Linked DNA regions of Anas platyrhynchos: region 1 is linked to region 2. A link is a contact called in public Hi-C data. All regions are on one chromosome and are shown on one strand. The core of a region is the stretch at or near the end of the contact, and the rest is flanking DNA. Distances in the headings are between cores, read along the strand shown.

Region 1 (5,147 bases), core at 1,904-4,403, 110 kb before region 2:
CTTCATAGTTGCCTTGGAAAAAGCCCATTTTCACTATTGTGAGTGCATTAATAGGCTTTGTCTGTGTGGAAGCAGGACATTTTACATTTAGAGAATAAGGAACTGATTTTAAAATTCAGTAAGCACAGCAAAGAGATGACTTTGTGGTAGCAAAGGTATCTAAGATGACTAAACTCTTATAATAATGAGAGAAACAAATGATTGCCAGGAAACTCCCATACAAAAGACAAGCAAAACAGGAACAAAAAGATCCTCTTGGCATAATGAAAGTCTAAACACAACTGAAACTAATTAAAAAGTGAATGCAGCCGGATTGATCAAGTTGATCTGGAAAAGCTGTTGCCTGTTCTTGTTAGGGAGTGTAATTACCCAGTAGAGTAAAACAGCAGTAAGATTTGGGGTGGTTAATTTTCTTTTCATTTTCTACAGGAAAAAAAATGCTTTTTTTTTGGTTTTAAGATCTGGAAGGAAATTGCTAGTCTATGCTCAGTGTGCTCCCCTGCCCACCACAGGAATATCAAGAGATACCTTGAAAGCAAATTGTTTCCTTTTTAAACAAAATTTTAAAATATATGTATTTAAAAGCAATTTCATAATCCAGACATAGCCTGTAACTAGTATACTGCTCAGATTAAGTAGGCCAGATGTCATAATTCTTGGAATTTCATATTTCTAAATATTTTGCTGGTTAACATCATAACTCTTCTAGAAAAAATTTTCAGATCATGAGCTTCCCCTTGAGTTTTGTCTGTACAGTACTGCAGTACTGTTTAAAAGAAAAATATATTCAATTGCTGTGGAAGGGTACCATGCTTTTGTTCACTTTTTTTTTTTGAACAAATTGAAATTCATTATGGGGATGGGAGGCTGAACAAATAACACTTTCATTAAGGGATGTCAGTATGTGGTTGCATAGAAAAGGTTAGAAGGCGGAGGAACACTTAGAGCTCTATGAGCAGCACAGCATTCACAGAATCATCTAAGTTGGAAAAGGATTATTGTTAAGATGGAACCTTTTCTTCAGACTGTCATATGGACAATGCTGATGTCTGCATCTGCTGGATAGCATCTTGCTTCAGAAATTACGAATGATTCAAAGTAAACAAGTTATGAGTAAATGTGGTGCACGCATAGCACAAACATGCATTTCTTAAGGTTTTGCTGTTCTGTGATATATAGTATAGAGAATAACCTGTGCTTTCTGGTATGGTTTAAGGACTATGTAGGTATTACATTGTTCTCATTACCCGAGATAGCAGAACAGACCAACTACCTGGCCAGCTCTGCCGGTCTTTTAACTTAAAAAATATGCCAGAGAACTGAAATAGCTGCCCCTGCCCATGGCAGGGGGGCTGAAAGTAGATGATTTTTAAGGTCTCTTCTCAACATAAACCTATGGACTGGGTTGGAAGGATTCTATGAAATGGTTAAAGGACACTGTGGAAACCACGCTGCTCATCACCTCCAGCCTTAAGGGGCTGGGGCAGCTCTGCTAGTAGAGTAGTGTTGCAGCAGTATCAGGAGTCTGGTAACCTCCTTGCTGTTCTGGGGTAAGGAAATGGTGTACATAAAATTCAAGTTGATGAATAGTATCTTCTTGAAGACCCCAAACTGGAGACTGTTCAACAGCTGTGCCCTTGGTATGAAGATCTTGAACCAAGTCTGGACAAGCCTGCTGGACCACTGGACATCTATACTTAGGGCTGCAGAGCTGTAGTGTGGGAGAGATGGGAGGAGACGACAAGCTCAGTTCTGTTCCTAGATGCCCTTTCTGGAAAAATAATCCTGAATAGAGCACATGGACATCCAAGGATGCCTGTTCTCAATCTGAAGGATTATAAAGTGGCAAGTTAGGCACATTACGGGTACTCCTCTTATGTTTTTCTTTTGCATGGCTGATGAGTAAGCTCAGCATTGGAGTGAGGTTCAGTGTGGTGACACTGCTTGACACGATGTGTGAGTTGCTGTCACTTCTGAGTAAGTAGGAGCAGAGATATGGTTTGCTTCCATGTGGGGAAGTGGTAGTGTGCTGCTCTCACTTGTGTGAGACAGCTGCCAAGGCAGCATGATGCTTGCTAGAGTGGTCTGCTGAGGTTTCTGCAAAGTAGACAGAAAAGGCTTGTTGGGAAGTCCTACTTCATGCAGCTTCCGATTGCATGTGCAGTGAGGACCTGTGGTCCAAAGAATCAAAATAAACTGAAGTAGAAACACATGAAAAATGTACAGAATAATGCAGCCTGCTCCAAACTGATAGTCTGCTCCTGCTGCAGTTTTACCAGGCCAAAATTGCCATGCCTCCCTGAAACTGCACTTGGGGAATTTGTCCTGAGCTGTGTATGAAGGCTTCTGTGACACTTGGTTTCACATCAGTTTCAGCAGAACTGCTTTAGCAAATAAAGCTATTATTTGTTTTTGCAATAAAAACTTTGTGATATTCTATTAATTAGCTTCACAATCAAGGACAAAAAGGATATGGGGAACCTGAGGAAAAGCCTCAGCTGTGATGAATGAAGAAAGATAAGAACTCTGCAGGAACATCATCTCTTTGTTTTAGAAATGAATAACAGATGGAAAACAGGGATCTAGTCAATATTATGCTTTCACAGGTTACCTTGTGGTGTATAGATAGCTCGTAACACTTCAAGGTATAGCGGGAAACTGGGCAAACATCGGCTGTGATGAATAAGATGCTTTACACAAAAGAACAGAAATCTTGACAGTTGCTGAATGGCTGTACGTAAATATCTGCTGCTAAAACAGAACAACTATTCAGCTCGGCTTCTGGTTTCTAGGAATTCAGAAATATGCAGAGTTCTGGTGTTATTCAAAGCCTGAATATCTCCATGGTTTGTTTCTGTGTGTATGCAATTGAGTTTTCATTATCCGCTGTTTTTTAAGCAACTCTTCAGTATTACAACTTGTTCAAGTGTTAGAGGTTCTTGTGAACCGATGGTTTGTTTCATTGATTAAGCAAGAGCTGTGTATAGGAAAGGCTTTGTAATGACAATTGAAGCTATACACACAAATGCATAGTTTCCACTCTATAAAAAGTGATCTGCAAAGCTGGAAGATATCATTAGACTTGTGTTTATAACTCAGGATGGCCTCATTTCACCAGCTTTTCTTGCAAATTAGTTCCCAGATGTCAGAAGTATTGTCTGGCTGCCAGCTATTGCATAAACTCCTCAAGTGTGAGATATGACTTACTGCTCTTGCACTGACCTCAACTGTCAACAGGAAAATAAATGATAATGAAATAGATTGGATGAAGCAAGATTCAGAAAAACAAACTTAATATCTAATTTTAAGTGGCCTTTGATTACGCAACCATGTCAGTTGTATCTGAGATGCATGTTTTTAACGTTCCTGAGCTGTTAGTAAAAAAAAAAAAAAAAAAAAAAAAAAAGCTGTGTATTCTTGGACAACCAGGAAACCTTTCATACAAGTTGGCAGCCAGGTTTAAAGCCTCTAGCTCTGTCTGCTAACAGCATTTGAAGTGTACCATGTAGAAATGAAAACTGCTACTTTTAATTTGGGTTTGGGGGAGTGGCTCCAAAGCCTGTGTCCCAGGTTGCTGATGTTGGCTTTTTAAGATCAGGTGCTTCCCATCAGTGCCCCATGCCTTTCATTACAAGGTGTTGTAGAGCACAAACCCTCTCAACACTGAAAGCAGTATTTCTGCCCCATTTCACGTTCCATGATAGTTTGTCTCCAAAACCAACCTCTCAGAGAGGTTGGCTTCTCACTACTCAGCTGTCCTTGAGACCTTGGCTAGCTTCAAGAGGACCAGGCTGCTGTGTCTGTATGATTGTGGCTTTGTGCTGGCCCCACAAGTGTTGAAGCTTGTGGACTCTGTCACACAGCAAACCTCTCACTCATTCCCAGCTGCCCCAAAATCTTCTTGCCAAGGATGTAGCTGTGGAAGGCCCTTGTGTCCTGAGCAAGTGATGAGACAGTGTACTTAATGTTGAGAAAGGTCAGTCATACTGAAGCACTTTGAAATACTTCTGTTTAAAGCACAAACCATCCATTGTCCTTTGCTTCCTCATGTTTCATATTATTACCTTATATGATTTGAAGTTTGATATTTTGGGGGGCGTAAATCAGGGCCTTGGTCTTGTGTGATGGTGTGTTAAGGTTTGGGTATCTATATGTCTGTCTGTTTTTTCATTATTTTAGCTGACATTTGTAGCAGAGACAATGTTTTTGTTTTTTTTCATCTAACCCCAGTCCTGCAAAATCTGCCTGGCCAGTACTAGTCTAGGCATTCAAATATCAGAAGCTAAATCCTCGGAAGACTGAAATATTATTTTATTTTTTTTAATAGGGTTTTATTTAGTGGATATTTCTTGAATTTGGGGGGAAGATGTTCTTGAGTATAGGTTGTCTGTGTGAACTGAGCCTTAAAAACTTTCTGAACAACCAAGAATCTTAAAATCTCCACTCCAGGACCATAAATGTCCTCTCCAAATACAGGGGTCAGGATAGTATCATGAACTTGGAGGTAATATCCTCTGTACTTGTATGACAACTTTTTACCTATCGCGTGTGATTTTAAGTCTGAAATGGATGAAGGATGTGACTGATTAAACAGCTGGTCAGACGAACAACATTTTTAAAGAACACTTGTGAAGATAATCATTCTGTACTAACTGGACTAGAAACTGGTCAGATGGACTTGTTCTTGTTCCCTTGGCTTTAGGCTTTGTTTTCAAACACCAAGCTCGTTCTCTCTAACTAAGAGTGCCTTGCTGTATTACTCAGCAAAAAAATCAAGGGAGTTGACTGTAGTTTGCAATAGCCTTGCTTTATTCCAAGTCTGCATACTAAAATGATTAATAACAGGCAGATGGCAGACAGCTTGCTGTAAGTCATGCAGCCTTGTCAGTTCACCAGTCACTGAATCCCAGCTCTAAAAAGTGACGTTGGCTTAACTGTCCCATTTTTGTATAGGCAGAACTGTGTTCACAAAGTAGTTTCTCACTCAATTTCATTTGTAAAATGACTCCACTGTACATTTGCTTAGATGATTATTATTTCTCTGTTTAACTTAATTTTTCTGTGTGTTGACTCATCAGCTTCATAATCAAATTGTAAAACTGGCCATAATTATGCAGTCAAAAGGGCTAATGGGTTCAATTCTAACT
Region 2 (5,037 bases), core at 1,362-3,861:
AAGTTCTTGGCTTTATGACATCATGTAAAATTAATAACATTGGGTATTCCTAGCCTAGGGCATTTGCAAACATTTGAAAGTGTCTATTTACTGATTCATATGTTTTCAGTAAAAATGCAGTTATAAGATCAGAAATTTGGCTGCTTCTTTTTTTATTGATCCAGAAATAGACTATGAAGACATAACTATTGTTTTATGAAGGAGATCTAATATTAATGACAATATTATAGATATGATTTACTTTACCAGTCTTGTCCTACTGTTACCCATTTTATTCAGTTATGTCAAGACCAAAACAGCACTAGAGTATAACTGTTCAGAGTTATTTCTAAACTAGTAAAAATAAATTACTCTTTGACAGTTAAAACCATCAACTTTGATTTCCTCAAATCTTTGTTATGTACTATGAGATCCTTTGCCCTAGCAGTAGGATTCTGTCCTCCAGATTTTTGTTGTTGTTTTTGTTTCTTTTATGTTCTGTACCACATAATTGTTGGAACTTAGATAAAAACAAAAACAAAAAACACCACTATTTCATTTTTTTCCTCTTCTAGCTATACATGAAGATCTTGTATAAGAATATGTTAACATTGGCAGAGATGCACGGTAGTTGAAGTAATCAGTGATGTCATTATATTATTATGTAAGCTTATAAGTTTCAGTTATTTCATACAATTTTTGGTTCTTTTAGAAAGTCTACAAGTTGTTTCTAATGTATATTTTTACTTGCCATCATGTCTGTTAACTAGCAATAGCTTCTAGATGCACTAAGTGTAGCCATCATGCAACTATGGTAAGATTCAGAATAAATTATTTGTTTTCTGATACTTCCATGCACCATGCAACTACTAATAATGCAACATAATAAAAATGTAACATAGTAGTTTGGTCAAGGATTCAGAATCTCAGGAAGTGTGAAATGGTTTCATTTTGTAGGTAGTTGTTCATCATTTACTATGGGCTTGTCAAGAAGAACTGGCCCATAAGTAAAAAGATGGATTCTGTATCTTTTAAACATTTCCTTTAAGTATTTCATACTTAATATGTTGTTTACATTAGTTTCTTACTGCTATTCCTAGTGGTAGCTTTTCCCTTTCACTGTTGTCCATTTTCAAAGCATGAACAGGTCATATATACACACACACACATATATGTATACACATATACATACTTTTTTTTTTCCTTTTTAATTATTTTTTAAGAAATGGTATGGACTGTATAAACATGAGTTTGCCAGTAAGGACAGACATTCTTTCTATGAAAGCTTGGAGATTATTGTATTTATTTTTATTTATTTATTTATTTATTTATTTATTTATTTATTTATTGACAGCTCACCTGTCATTTTAATAAGCTTCTGTTAGGGAAAAACAAATTTTCCCTTTGGCTGAGAGAGGTCAGGAGCAGAATAATTAATATTTTATGATGAAACATTCTGAAAGGTTTTGTTGTGAGAAAGGCAAAAAAAAAAAAAAAAAAATCTGTAGCTACAGAACCAAGTATAAGAAGTCAGTTCCTGTCTAAACTCTGTGATGATCTATCCATAGTTGGTCTATTGAAGGGACTAGAAAGCAGAAAATAATACCAACAATAAAAATCGCTATTCTAAAAAAAAAAAAAAAAAAAAGTTCTTGGCACCAAATTTTCTTAGGCAGCTTGCCAGTATTCTGATTCAGTGTTTATGGGAACATCTTGAAATGACTCCCAAATTAATGACTATATCTTCCATCACTCCAGTCTGATGTCTGAACATGAGGAGAAATAAACAATAGTTAATGATCTGGAAGCTGCTGGCAGTTACAGTATTAGTTCTGGTTCTTATTTTCACTTACTAACAGCAAACTGTTCTGATCAGATGTTTATCTTTGAAAAACATATGCAATGGAAAATTGCACCTCAGATTGCTATCCATTTCACAGTCTCTTTCACTGGGACAGTTTCACACAGAACAAAACAATATCATTTTGATTTCATAGCTAACAGCCTTTAAGATTAAAAGGTTTGCTTTAAAATAGACAGTTTTTTCCTTCCTCCATTTGTTTTGTTTTGTTTTTGTTTTCTTTCCTGTGAAATACCCTAGGCACCTGAACATGCTGTACTGTGGGGTTTCCTTGCTAACTCAGCAGGGATACATGCACACCTATGCCAAAAGGATTTTTCCTGTTCAATATCATTGGTTAAGCCAAGCTGCTGGGGAGAGGCAATTAGGCTTCTATGCAAAGCAGGCAGATGATATATTGTGTTAAGATTCATGATCTCTCGATTTACATTGAGTGTGCATATGCGGTATGAAGTGTTTCTGTGATATTAGCTGTAATAGAAAATCTGGCTTTTTATTTTTGTCCCTACCATTTATTTGTGAATGAAGATATTGTTTTGTGGGGAAGTGTCAAGGTTTTTTCTTTTTCCTCTTCTTTTTCTTTTTACAAGCTTTTGTTGTAGGTAATTGTATGCTGAGTTAAGATTCATGTGATAGATTGCACAATCATGATAAATGTTTTCAAAGTTAGTTCTGGATTACCTAATTCAAACATTGGAACCAAATCTCTCCAGGTCCCTTAGCAGCTTCATAGTCTCACATGTTTCTGCACAATGCTTTTTTATTTTTGCAAAGGAATATTTCGTAGCAACTGGGGATATAGGACTGGAAGGGTGCCTTGACTTCTCAAGTCTAGGGCACAGTGTTTTATAAACCCTTTACTATACTTACAGCACTGTCTTTAGAGAGTTTCTTCTCCTTTCTTGCCTCCAATACCAGGAAAAATCATTAATTCCCCTGTAGATAAATGATGCAGCTTTTTCTAATATCCTTTTTTGCCAAGCAGAGAGAGTGAGAGAGGTGTGCTTCATGTAGTCATCCCTCTTCAGAGTACATACTTATAGTCCTTGACAAAAGACCCAGGATAATGCAAATCAACATTAAAATCAAATCATGCAGAATATCGTAAAAGTCTTATCTGAAAGTATCTCACCAATTTATTTCAGCATTTCGTTTCTACTGAGTGTCCCTTTATTTTGATCTATGTTACTGAGAGACTAGGAGTCATGGTCGTGTATTACTGGGAAGTATAATAGTGCGTGTTTTTTCATGTTGCTGTAATATTTGTACCAATATGGTTTCTTAGATAAGTTCTATTAGTCTTCATTTTGGTTGATGTAAAATGCATCATTGCTCTGTGTAATTTAGACTTTGTCTAAGACTGATAAAAATCTTCATTGCATTAGGATATCTCAGAAGGAGTAGTTAGGCATTGGAAAGGGGTTGCCCAGGAAGGTGGCGGAGTCACTGTCCCTGGGGGTGTTCAAGAAAAGGTTGGATATGGTGCTTAGGGACATGGTTTAGTGGGTGATGGTTGGACCAGATGGTCTTGGAGGTCTTTTCCAACCTAAATTCTATGATTCTATGATCTTTAGTGAGGTGGTAAGTGGGATCCAAGTGATAAGATGCAAGCACCAAGTGATAAGATGAGTGGAAATGAACTCAAGTTGTACCAGGGGAGGTTCAGGTTGGATATTAGGAGAAACTTAATTACTGAAAGGGTTGTTTGGTGTAGGAATGGGCTGCACAGGGAAGTGGTTGAGTCACCATCCCTGGAGGTCTTCAAGAAACAGGTAGATTTAGAACTCAGCAGCACGTTTTGGTGGTGGACTTCAGTACCAGGTTAGAGGTTAGACTAGATGATCTTAGAGGTCTTTTCCAACCTGAATGATTCTATGACTCTATAATCTTAGCTTCTTATATTTCAATCTTAAATATTTTTACTGGTTTTCCTTCTAATTGCAGCTCGTAATTCTCCAAGAACTGTTACTATTTTTCTGGCTATATTATGAGGCACTAGAAGTCTGATGATTGGCTTCAAACTTTTCTAGGTGGTTCAAGAAACTACTAAGTGATTTAGTGAAATGTGATTTTTTCTTGTTTTGATTATTTTTTGCTTCTTTGCACACTGTTTCCTGAAATATGTGTTTTAGCTGTCATCTTTGATTTCTTAGCTTGAGACTCCTTACAGAGGTCTTGCTTGCCAACATTGCTCATGACCTCCTAAGCCATTTTCAGTTCAGAATTTCAGAACTGTTGCATGCAGTGTGTGTAGTCTCACAAGAAAATACAGGCTATTCACAGAAAGCTTCTGAAGTAAATATTTATTTATTTATTTATAAAAGTGGCTGTTGATTTTTGGGTGAACATATATTGTTAATTTTTACTCAAAATGCAGTCTAGGAAATAAACACAGAATTCTGCTGGGAACACAAATTTGGCCATTGTGTACTGAGTGTGGGTGTAAATATACTCTATGTGAATTCATTGAAATATATCTTTTTTTTTTGTCAGCTGAATGAAAGTAAATCTTAATGTGAAAGCAGTTTGCCTGGATCTACACATAAATGAAAAATGTCACTTTAAGAAAGGTTTCTTATGACTACTTCAATAAAAATTGAAATTAAGTTTTCAGCTATTATAGTTTTAGGTATTGAGAAACGCTCATGAAATTAGGGCTGCTTGCCAGACCACAAAGACTTTTCTTATCCTACAGTTCTGTCTGTATTAGAGGAGAAGAAGCAAGATGTAGCCAGACCTGCAACTGAATTTAAGAGAACTTCTTTTGAGGTTTGGCAAATTCAAGGTAGTCTCAATCCATCAGTCCCATTCTGCACCTCTACATTTTCTGGTATCTTGTAGTTTAAAGCAATAGAGCAGATACTCCGGAGGTTGTCTCTATGGAAGAAATATTGTATTTTATAGCCATAAGTACATCAGAGTCTGCATGCAATTCTGTTCCTTCATCTAGAGTGCTTTTATCAAATTTCTCTGTTTATGCTTAGAACTAAATTTGGCAATAATCTCAAAGGCAAGTATGAAGCTGTTTAACTCCTTTAAGCCAGCCCTAGGAATGAGACAAACGTTTCTTATGAAATCATCTTCCAGGCTTGTATGCACTCCTTTTACCGTATTTAAAAAAAAAAAAAAAAAAAAAAAAAAAAAAGCTTGCACCATTTACAGCAGTTATTTCTAGTTTTCTAGTTTATCCATCTGCA

What was found. A called contact is a pair of places that touch in the nucleus more often than the background predicts.
Region 1: a Hi-C map of subcutaneous adipose tissue shows a contact between it and region 2, with 2.3 times the contacts expected there. The contact joins two enhancer-like sites. A contact is called at or near these places in 3 of 8 Hi-C or Micro-C datasets (liver, small yellow follicle and subcutaneous adipose tissue).

The regions. Positions count from the first base shown.
Region 1 is chr3:41,872,152-41,877,298 of IASCAAS_PekinDuck_T2T, reverse strand. No RefSeq gene overlaps it. Among named protein-coding and RNA genes, the nearest start is that of TRNAM-CAU, 29 kb to the right of the region's middle. Within about 2 kb of position 3,153, at least 2 of the 8 cell types and tissues checked have an H3K27ac peak or open chromatin away from gene starts, as enhancers often do. A contact at or near this core is called in subcutaneous adipose tissue, where this site is marked.
Region 2 is chr3:41,764,540-41,769,576 of IASCAAS_PekinDuck_T2T, reverse strand. No RefSeq gene overlaps it. Among named protein-coding and RNA genes, the nearest start is that of TRNAM-CAU, 78 kb to the left of the region's middle. Within about 2 kb of position 2,611, at least 1 of the 8 cell types and tissues checked has an H3K27ac peak or open chromatin away from gene starts, as enhancers often do. A contact at or near this core is called in subcutaneous adipose tissue, where this site is marked.